Linked DNA regions of Rattus norvegicus: region 1 is linked to region 2. The links are chromatin contacts, called in public Hi-C maps. All regions are on one chromosome and are shown on one strand. The core of a region is the stretch at or near the end of the contact, and the rest is flanking DNA. Distances in the headings are between cores, read along the strand shown.

The links. Hi-C and Micro-C count contacts between places; a contact is called where the count stands out from the background.
Region 1: a Hi-C map of liver shows a contact between it and region 2, with 6 times the contacts expected there. The contact joins two enhancer-like sites. A contact is called at or near these places in 3 of 12 Hi-C or Micro-C datasets (the A7r5 cell line, liver and mammary epithelial cells).

What each region holds. Positions count from the first base shown.
Region 1 is chr18:12,190,993-12,193,692 of GRCr8, forward strand. No RefSeq gene overlaps it. Among named protein-coding and RNA genes, the nearest start is that of Ttr, 26 kb to the right of the region's middle. Within about 2 kb of position 1,304, at least 8 of the 93 cell types and tissues checked have an H3K27ac peak or open chromatin away from gene starts, as enhancers often do. A contact at or near this core is called in liver, where this site is marked.
Region 2 is chr18:11,624,330-11,627,029 of GRCr8, forward strand. No RefSeq gene overlaps it. Among named protein-coding and RNA genes, the nearest start is that of Dsc3, 63 kb to the right of the region's middle. Within about 2 kb of position 1,287, at least 3 of the 93 cell types and tissues checked have an H3K27ac peak or open chromatin away from gene starts, as enhancers often do. A contact at or near this core is called in liver, where this site is marked.

The sequences.
Region 1 (2,700 bases), core at 54-2,553, 570 kb after region 2:
AAATCTTAGTCTCTCTGTATGGTTATTGGGGAATAAGCTGGATAATATGTAGTCACCAGATTAATCCAGTTTATATTTATATTAAAGATCATTCCTTTTACAATTCTTTGCACAACCTGGTCATTAAAGCTATTATACTCTTTGTTTGAGCCCACTTCCTCCCACAGAAGTTGTTCCTTTACTGAGAAATTGTCCCTGCTTCTGCTCTTACTGTGTCTGTACATTTCTGTGTTCTGAGACACAGAACTTGGTACCCACTGAACCCTAATAGCAACCAACACCAGTAGCAGTGAGATCTCTGTCTCAAGAGAGAGGAAAAACAGTTAGGTATTGCCAAGGATTCCAACTGCGTTTGCTGCCTCAGCCCTTATTGTGTAATATTTAGATGTGAAATGTCTTCATGTGTTTCAACACTTGAACCCCAGCTCACAGTTTGAGGGGGTTGTGAAACCTTTGGGAAGTTGGGTCTCATGGAACAAAGTCAGTTGCTGGGGGATGGATCTTAGGGTGAAAAACCTAGCCCAGTTCCCTGTTTCAACACACTTCCTGCCCTTTGAAGAATCATTTCAAATCATGTGAAGAAGTACCTCCTGCCACCATAGCTAAAACTTGCCTTCATTGCCAAGCCTCCAGCACCCACAACCACCACCCTCACCGTCATGGGCTGTAACCTCAAACCATGAGCCTCCTTAAGCTGCTCCTGCTCAAATATTTGCTTTCAGTCATAAGAAAAGAAACAGATACATACTATAAGCCAAGTGTGTTTATTTTTATAATCCCTCTGCAGTTGGACCTTTCTGAGTTTTGTCATACCAAATAGCCACTTCTGTCATTGTCTGAGTTTTACATAGGATCAAAGAGAGAGCACTAGGTTAATAACTCTTGCTGTACTGCAATGAGAGACGTTGGAAAATGCACAAAACACAAAAATTTTAATTGCTTCCAAATATATCTTGCTAGGTAAGTCCAACTGGAGTTGAGTTAGCTGTAAACTATGAATATGTTTACCTAGTACAGAAATAACTCACACAAAAGAGAAAGACAGTGGTGGAACTCTGACAGAGCTGTGTTCAATCACTAGCATATTGTGTGTGTGTGTGTGTGTGTGTGTGTGTGTGTGTGTGTGTGTGTGTGTGTGTGTGTTGAGGGCGGGGCAGGGGGAGGTGTTGGGGTGGAGAATTACGCCAAAAAAATGTTAGCAGAAGCAAATATAAGTGCTATGCACTCAGTGGCCACAGGATGGCACTGCGCATGCAGAAAAGGGGAACACAAACCAATCTAGAAGTCAGAAATTTGGTAGATTCATGAGCGAGTGGTGCAAACTGGCAGAAATGGGTCCTTTCCTTCAGTATGGGCCTTCCAGATAATGTGAGGTGCTTTACCATTGCCAATGATGGACCAGAGCCATGGCCCAAACAGTAAAAGCTCTTGTCACACCAGACTGACAATTCAAGCTTTCTTCATCAGTGGAAGGAGAGACCTAAGGGAAGCTGCCCTTTGACCTCCACAGGAGCAGAGCTGTGTGCTGCTACACTCCCACACTTGAGTACACACACACACACACACACACACACACACACACACACATACACACACACACACACACACACACACTGACAGACACACACTCATGGACATACATACACACATACACATATGCTCACAGACTCTCTCATACACACATACATACTATGCAAAGGAAAACCATTTTAAAAACAAATTGCCTGTGAAAAGATGCCCCGGTTATGATAGTCAAACCAAAACTGTACCATTCTTGGTGGTGAAATACAAAATGCATTCTGATTGTCAACCATGCACATTTGATCACCTTTAAAATGTTGCCATTGAAAAAAATTTCCTGGTTGGACAGACAAGTGACACAGCCGGGTGGGGGCAATTTTGAGAACAGATGTTTACTTTTTCAGCACAACTGCATTCAGTTAAACAAACATCGGTTGATGCCTCGTTCTGTGCACAGCACCCACTCAAAGCTTAAGAAGTGCAACCCTTAGCCCTCCTTGCTCACTGTGGATTGGAAGCAGGGGTCATAAAGAACTCATTCTGAAAATGGAAGCCAGAGCTGACAAAGAAGCCATCGATGACAAGACAGAGGCTGGGGGGCGTCCTGAGGCACTGGGGTGATCATCTGGTGGTATAAGGCTGTGGGTTCAGTATAAGGCAGAGGGGTGTGGGGAAGATGGGCAAGAGGAGGAAAAGAAGGAACGGAAGGAAGATAAGGCTTATCAGAGAGATTTGTTCTCTTCGTTTCCCTGTCATGGCCTACCCCCCAGAAGCAGAGGGACAGAGGACATGTAGGAGGTCTTTGCAGAGCAGTAAAGGATTGGTAATAATTGGGAGGCTGCATACACAGAAGAGGGATCAGCAGGTCAGAGCTCACCTCACACCGGTCAGAGGTTGGTGGGGGTACAGAAGCTGAGAGTGAAGAAGCAGACAGCGACAGGACAGCTCTGGGGAAGACTTGCCTGAGGCAGTTAAGGCTATACCGTGCAGTCCCACACCCAGGTCTCAGCAGACAGCTCTTTGGAAGAGCCTTCTGCCGGCAGTGGGAGATGGGCTGGAAGTGACAGGCTCTGAACCAGGGGCAGCCGGGTTCGAGGTGGGGGTTGAAGGCAGCGCTAACCATTGGGAGTGTTAAACATTAACACCCTTTTCTCCTCTGGATCTTATTGATCTTTCCAT
Region 2 (2,700 bases), core at 37-2,536:
TTTCTCTGAATTTTGTAAATCCTCTCGAGACTTTTCTCCTCCATGCATTATGCAAAGACCATTTTAAAGTAGATCTGTTCCTTCTAGGAGTGAAGGACAGAGAGAATGAATGAATGCCACTTAAGGCCATTCTTTCTGCAGACAGAAGGAGCGTGCCCAACTCAGACATCTGTTGCCACGTTGCTCCTCAAAGCAGAGAGCTCAAGTCATTCATTCCTCCACTTGATTCATATCTCAGATGTCCACAGGATGGCAGCAAAGAACAATAAATCAAACCTGATCGCTTAATTTAAAATCAACCCGCAGAAGTGATTAATCAGACTTGAATCCCTTTCTGCCCAAGGCACGGTACCACTATCAAGTCTCCTCATGGACGACATGGGTGTGGGTTTAATTGCACCCGTATGTGGCCGCAGTGACAGCTCACCAAGAGATTTTCTTTTTCTATTTAATCCAGTAAACAATGAGGCAGAATCTGTCCTTTGTGCTTTCAGTTTATTAATCCCACAAGCTTATTAATCAGCACATAAACCTGTAGTAAAAATAGCATTCCACAGAGGTGTGGAAGATGTACCTGTGACAGCCTGTGACAGCCCTGGGCTTGTGCTTTCTTTTTTCTGTTTGTATCAGCTCAGTTTGGCTCACTGACATTGGCTTATTCCCAGTTACCCCTTGCAAACAAGATGTAATTTACCTCCAAGCTCCATTAATGATCTAACCAATGTTAAGTACTTCCTGCAGCCTTAAAATGGCAATGTGTGATGTTAAAAATACTTTTAGGATTGGAACACTAATGTTCGAGAATTCACCATTGGTGGTTTGGGTTTATCTTAGGTTAAATTTATTTCCTATTTCTATAGGTAATCTACACTCACTTCACATGGTATTTCTCTCCTGGGTGTTGTGTGACAGAAATGTTCCTAGGGGGACACAATACACACATCCACTCACTCTGATCCCACACTCCGATCCCACAACACATCAAAGTGTGGGCACCACCAGAGTCCGACCTAGTAAGCCAATGCATTTGTTGGAGTTATTTACAGGAATATGGGTGAGGGGTTACTCATAGGGACACAAATGACTCACAGTTGTATCACCAAAGCTCACCATAGCACAGGTGACAGACAGTTCATAAAGACTGGGAACCTGGATCTCACTGCACAGCCTGCAGGCAGCTCAGTGGGTTGAAGAGTATCCTTTCCGAGTGACTCTACTCAAAGCCTTTTCCAGGCAGCTGGACTGGTGTCTTCTTTGAAGCTCAGTTCCACTTCATTGGAGAGGGACTCTTGGCTTTTATTACTAACTCTGGCAGGGAGGAGCCTAGTCAATCTGGCCAGTTCCAGGAATCTGGCTAGCTTCCTGAAGCTAGTTTGAGTTTTTTAACCTTCCTGTTTAATGATCGTCGGCAGGATAGAATGTTTCAATGGAGAGATTGATACAGCACTGACTTACAAATAATATCGAGCATGCTCTTCCCCTGTGGAATGGCCATAAGAAAGTGCTGCACTGTAAGGTCTCCATCTGGGAATCCCACAACCCTCCCTTTGAGGGGAAAAGGGAATCTCCATACTATTTTTTTTTTTTTTTGAGCCAAGGAAATATTCCCTGGGGACTTGTAGGGGTGGGCTAGTACCTTTAATCAATTCAACGTTGTAAATGCTGCTACTAAAACTTGTTTCCACATATGACTGAAACCTAAAATCAATATTTTCTTGCAAGAATCATACCATCTCCCACACACAACATTGACAGTTTGGTGCCAGAAATGCTGGCTACTTAGCTGTAACCCAAAACATTAACAGAGTAGAAATTCCAACAAATTACAAAAAAATCTATTTCAGTATTATCTGAAAAGTTTCTTCATGTGCTTCAACTAATATAAGTCACTCAATTTGTCTTAAAATATTTCAGTGCATGAAAATTTGTCCATCCTGTAACAGGAGCAAGGAAAACTACAAAATTCATCGATATAGAGTGCCATCTAGTGGTCATACATTAGATCACGCTTTAGACTCAAAATGGGTCTGCATTGATTCTATCTAGGGCTAGATCTAGAGCGTATCATCAATGAATTCAAATTTACACCATTCTGCCATAATAAACATTGTTAGAGGCGGGACCTGGTGGGGAAACGTTTGAGATGTAAATAAATAAAATAATTAAGTAATAATAAATATTGGCTTAGGATGGGCATGGAGTTGCACATTTGGACTTCCTAACACTTGGGAGGTAGATGCAAGAGGGTTAGAAATTTAAGGTTCTCCTCAGCTACACGGAGAGTTTGAGGGGCATGTACATCCCTTTGATATTGACTTGGTACCTTGTTACATGCTAGTAAACATGGATGGATAGCGTCGTGGCATATTCACCAGAGAAGACGGCTCAGACAGGGTTGTATGCCAAAAGAAGGTCTTTATTAGCCTGCCAGTGACTACAATGGGTACTTGGGACCCCACTGTAGTACTGAACGTTTCTCAACAGGGAGATTTTAAGCACAAGAAGACATGTTCTGGATTGACACACTTCACTTAACAAGAACAGTTAGCCGGAAGTGGAACTACAGAGGCCCAAAGCAAGGTTGATACATTGAGAGACCTTTCCAGAACTGTGGACTTTGATGGGTCAGGCCTGTGTTTTTACTTCGGCAGGCCGTGCTGCCTGCATGCTGAGATTTACGGCCTGAGTGATACTTCTACC